2 separate regions of the Mus musculus genome follow, and region 1 is linked to region 2. A link is a contact called in public HiChIP or PLAC-seq data. All regions are on one chromosome and are shown on one strand. The core of a region is the stretch at or near the end of the contact, and the rest is flanking DNA. Distances in the headings are between cores, read along the strand shown.

Region 1 (2,700 bases), core at 73-2,572, 640 kb after region 2:
CGTGAGTCCCCAGAATCTATCAAAACAAGCAGGTTTGCCTGTAACCCCAGTGTGTGTGTGTGTGTGTGTGTGTGTGTGTGTGTGTGTGGTACAGGGAGTCCAGATGGATTGCTGGGACTTGCCTGCTCCAGATTCAGTGAGAGACTGTGTCAAAGGAATAGGCTGAGAGTGACAGCACAGGACACCTGATGCTCTCCTCACCCACCCAGAGAGCACACCACACATACATGTGCACGCACACACACACACACACACACACACACACACACACACACACACCTCTTTCGTTCAAATGCATGAGTATGCAATCATCCCTTAGGATAACCTTGGAAAAGAGACAGTCAGAGAGTATGGGAAGAAAAAAACCAGACCTCTTGATGACAAAACCTTGGGGCTTGGAGGGGCTGGGAGAGGCATCAGTGGGTAAAGGCCTTACAGCACAAGTATGCTGACCTGTATGTTAGGATTTCAGGTGAAGTAGCCTTGCTCTGTAATCCCCATGCTCCTACAGAGTGGGGGTGAGATGGGAGAATGCCCCAAAGCCCACAGGCTAACTAGACTCCTACAAGTGAGCCTCTGACCTCCACAGGTATGCTGTGTCTCTCCATGCCTGCACACACACACACAGGGGCACACAAGAGTGTGTTTAAAATAGAAGGCAAAACTCCTTGCCCGAGGCTGCCATCTGCCATACACAACACATCTTGTACCCATGTACCTGTATACACACACACACACACACACACACACCACTCACACATATACACATATACACACGCACATGCAGGCTCGCACACATACACACAATTAAGCAGAGTAGTGCTGGCTCAGTCCCCAGCCTCTCCTTGCCTCTCCTTTTCTCTGGGTGAGGAGGGCAGGCCAGCTGGCCTTCAGTCTTGGGTCAGCCTGGACATCTCCAGACAAATTATCCCAACTCCATTTCCCTTGCAGCCAACCAGAGCTCTGGAGATGCAGGTCCCCAGAGCCCACTGACCCTCACTCTGGCTCTCTGAGTTTCCGGCTCCTAGCCTGGCATTTGGACAGTGGGCTCCCCAGGGCCCACCCACAGCCCTCTCTTCAGGCCACAGAGGGCCACAGGCAGCTCTCCCAGACTACAGATGATTTACAGTCTCTTCAGCCATCCATCTCAAGGCCACAGGCTGAGCAGATATTTTCCATCTCCACAGCTGAATGCAGACATTCCAGAGAGCACTGCTTCCTCTCTCCTGAGCTTCTAGGCAGGCGAGGGTCTCAAGCACAACATCTGTGCCTAGGCCCCAGCTCTCTGTCACAGGGAAGGAAGAGACAAAGCCCAGGGTCTTGCAGCCAGGCCTGAGAGGCCCAGTCAGGGGGAGCAAGCCAGGCCTCCCAGCCAGCACCATTCACACCAGGCCCTTCCCACTTCCTCTTTCCCCTTTCTCCCCATGACAACATCTTGAACCAGTGCCTTCACTGGCAAGCCCAAGCACTCTGGGGTTTTGTAGTTCTGAGGAGGCTCCCACGCTCAGCTGTGCACACAGCCCTTGGACAAGCTGCTGAGGTTGCCTGTGGTACTCGGGGCAAAACACGAATCTCCAGCCCACACATGTTCTCTGAGGCCTCTGCTTCAGGGACGGAGGTGAGGTGTCCCTGGCCCTCCCAGCTGTAAGCACCTCACACCCTCCACAGATACACTCAGGGGTGAGGACCGCAGGACCGTGGAATACTTTCCACTGTTTAAAATGGGAACAGCTCTCCTCGTGAGAAAAAATGCAAATTAAATGTCCCGCTGCTGGCCGAGATGGAATAACAGGGACCAGATTTAGGCTCCCACCCGAAACCACCAAAAAACCAGACAAAACATTTAAAGCACGCCAGGCAGTGAAGGGAGGTGAGCCCTACGAGGAGGCCCAGCTTACTGTCTGGAAAGAGTTTGCAGTTCTAGTGCAGACCAAGCAGATCAGCAGATTGCTGGGTGGAGGAGACAGTAAGCACCTAAAGAGTCCCACGGATGCCAGAGTTTGCATGACAACTTCAGAGAGGGGAGATTCAAGCTGGTATCACAGAGGAGATGTGAGGGTCTTGAGACCCTGTAGAATATACTCAATTAGGTTCTATTCTTCCCAGGGTACCGAGAAGGAAGCAGGCTGAAGGCTGCCAGAGAATGGTGCTTGACACACACTTAAGGACGGGTGCTTAGACCCACCAGCCAGGCCTCAGAAAGCACAGAGCTCAGAAGCAGTATGCCTGGATGCAAAGAATCAATACCTGTAAGCAGCTCCCACCCCCATCCCAATTAACACAACTTCAGAGATGAAACTTTTGAGCTGGAGGTACAGGTAGGAGGTAGGGGGCCTGCCTCACACTCAGGAAGCCCTGGGTTCAATCCTCAGCGCCACATAAATCAGGCATGGCGACTCACACTTGTCATACCGGCACTTGGCAGGGATCACACGTTAAAGATGATCCTCGGTGATCCTCGGCTACATAGCTAAGGATCGGCCTGGGCCACAAGAGACCCTGCTCTCCCCTATCCCCCCCCCCAAAAAAAAAGATTAACCTTCCCTCCCCAGCAAATTAACCACATCTCAGAGAAAACATAAAATTTTCAGGAAAGCAAAAAAAAAGTTAACCAATTAATAGCAGAAAATTACAGCATCAAGAATCTACCAAGATTCTCCGGCATGGGCTCCTCACCAAAAGGCGGCAGGAAAATGTAAT
Region 2 (2,700 bases), core at 192-2,691:
ATGACGAAAGTAGCCAGGGTGGTGAATGCATGTACTGACACATTATTCAGCTTTAAAGAGGGCACTCTGGACACATGCTACAACATGCACTGACAGCTCTGGAGTCTATTAGACTATGTGAAATGAACCAGTTATAAAAACACCAAGACTGGGCTGGAGAGATGGTTCAGCGGTTAAGAGCACTGACTGCTCTTCCAGAGGTCCTGAGTTCAATTCCTAGCAACCACATGGTGGCTCACAACCATCCATAATGAGACCTGATGCCCTATTTTGGTGTGTCTGAGACAGCTACAGTGTACTTACATATAATGAATAAATAAATCTTAAAAAAAATAAAAAGACCAAGACTATATGACTCCACTTTCAAAATACTCTCAGTATTTTAATCCATAGAAAGCAGAATGGTGGTAATCAGAGCTAAAGGTAAAGAGGAATTACAAATTAACAGGTGCATTTTTTGTATGACAAAAAGAAAGCAGAAGAGTGGCTACTTAACAATGTAAGTGCACTGAACTGTACAATAAAAACCAGCTACAACGTTTCTTTTGTTAATATGCACAAATTCCTTCCCATTGAACTTATCAAACTTTTCTTGGGTTTCTCTTTTCCTTTCCAGTTGACTACTCTCCACACATTGTTCTCCCAGCATACCACCCACTTCCGCTCGGCCCTTGACCCGGCGGTATTTCTTTCTAGAACGCGCTTCAGGGTTTTCCACCCACGGTTAGTAAACTTGCTTGCATTTACATCTTAAAGATGTTACTTTTTCTATATTCAATCACGAGTCCCGTCCTGCATGTGAATCCTATACCTTTTCTGCACCACACAGGTCTGTGATTGGCTTTATTGTTTTGGCTTGCCTTTCCAAGTCCGGAAGATCTGACGGCGTTATCACACATCTCCCAATACATACACATTCCCGCACAAAAGAGTCCCCATAAACACCCAGTCTTGACAGAGGAAGCCAATCCGACACTTTAAAAGTGATTTTCACCAGTGTACAACTGCAACACAAAAGCTCTCAAATCCAAACTGTTGGGTAGCACACGGGCGTAGAAGGACAAAACAGGGCGTCCTTAGGCTCCTTGAAAGTAGCGCTGCAATCTGCATAGCCCAAAAACCTCAGATATAACCTGAAGGCCACGCGGGACGCGAGGCGACGTTGTTGTGAAGGAACTTAGAAAAGAAACTGGCACACTCTCACACCAATCTCAGCAGCCTCCACCTCGCGCCCTGGCTCGCTAAAGCGCGAAGAACGGTTTAAAACCTGGGCTTCCGGTAGCAGCGCTTGTACGCATATTCAGGACAAGCCCAACGCGCTGTCAGCTACGGGAAGTCGCGGGGGCCAATTTCTTTCACTGAAGTCGCCCGGTAAATAGCGGGCACCCGTAACCCAGAAGTGAAAGATTGTTTAATTCAAGTATCAAACACCTCGACAATCAAAGGAAGTTCCGGCTGGAAGCGCTCCTGACTCCTCTCTAGCTCTTTTATCGCACAGCCTTCTCCTAGTCTTGCTCGAGTTTTGCTTCCTCTCCTTTAAAGGCTCTAAACATTCCTTAAATTCTCCTTGGTCACCTTTTTTTATTAAAGCACCTTTATGCTACGGGTCGCCATTCGGGTCAAAGGCAAAGGCGGCGGGACCTGAAACTTCATGCGGGCCCCAGCGCTGGGCGTTACCATAGAGAGGAAGCCACCTCTCTGGGCTGAGATTACAGTCTCTATGGTTCAGCCCGGCCGGTGGCGGTAAGAGGACACAGGGAGACCTCTCTGCGCAGGCGCATTTTGGTTTTTCATTTTTTTTTTTTTTTTTTTTAATCCCCGCACCAAGCGCTTAACCTCATTGGGGTGGAGGAGAAGGCGGTGGCTGTCCGGTCCGCAGCCGCAACAGTAGTGAATAATAGAACTGTAAGTACCGGGTTTAAGACGAAGAATGCTCAGAATGGAGTCCACTGGAGGGCCCTGCTTCTTTTCCGAGCGGCGGCGGGCGCAGGGTCCGGGTGGGGACGGTGTCCAGTGCTGTCAGCCGCTCTGGGGTGCACTTTTGGGGGAGGGGGCGGCCCTGGGATGGGATCTGGGTGAGGACCCAGGACGCGCGGCCTCCGGCTTCAGTTCTGATTGTAGGCTGCTTTGCAGAGGGGAGGTGGGGCGACTGTGGGGTCAAGCCTGGCTTTGTGTGACTGTCTCTTTCAGACCCCACCCCGGGGCCCCTTCCTGACCCGGAGTCTCCCCTGGCCGGCTTGGGAGACGCCAAAGCAGCCCCGGGATCTCTTTGAAAGGAACCGAGATTACACTGAGCGGGAAGGGGCTCCAGGAGAGAAAACCTCACTACAACTAATCATCGGCGAGTGATGGGTGTGGAGAAAGATTCAGAGGGAAGAAGGGGTTGTCGGGGAGGCAGGCCGGGCGGCCGGTGCCCCCAGCCTGGGCCAGACAAAAGCGGAGCAGCCGGGGCCCAGCGGGGTGCGGAAGGTCCCCTTGTCCCAGGAGGGCCCCTCATATAGGATCTTTGCGAAGCAGGGAAGAGCGGACAAGCGCTGAGTTAAGCCTGTGCAGCCTCTCCAACTTGCCTTTGTTGTTCTTCGGTATTGGCAGAGCCGCTCTGACGAAGATGAGTGTGTGATCTTGCACGTTGGTCTGGTTGGATACAATGGAGCGGATTGAATCTTGCTTTCCATTTTATGAGTTGCTTGGATGAGTGTG

Evidence for each region. HiChIP or PLAC-seq counts read pairs in DNA pulled down with a chosen protein or histone mark.
Region 1: an H3K4me3 HiChIP or PLAC-seq map of embryonic limb bud shows a contact between it and region 2, with 6 times the contacts expected there. The contact joins the enhancer-like site here to the promoter of Clasp1 in region 2. A contact is called at or near these places in 3 of 39 promoter capture datasets (embryonic stem cells, hippocampal neurons and stem cell-derived epiblast-like cells), 1 of 15 datasets of contacts at CTCF or cohesin (the NIH/3T3 cell line) and 2 of 115 datasets of contacts at active chromatin or transcription factors (embryonic limb bud and embryonic stem cells).

Annotation. Positions count from the first base shown.
Region 1 is chr1:119,032,664-119,035,363 of GRCm38.p6, forward strand. All of the region lies in intron 1 of Gli2 (GLI-Kruppel family member GLI2), which reads right to left. Among named protein-coding and RNA genes, the nearest start is that of Gli2, 20 kb to the right of the region's middle. Within about 2 kb of position 1,323, at least 204 of the 459 cell types and tissues checked have an H3K27ac peak or open chromatin away from gene starts, as enhancers often do. A contact at or near this core is called in the NIH/3T3 cell line, embryonic limb bud and hippocampal neurons, where this site is marked.
Region 2 is chr1:118,387,617-118,390,316 of GRCm38.p6, forward strand. It overlaps Clasp1 (CLIP associating protein 1), which reads left to right and starts at 1,442. Exons shown (of 43, transcript NM_001359328.1): 1 at 1,442-1,905.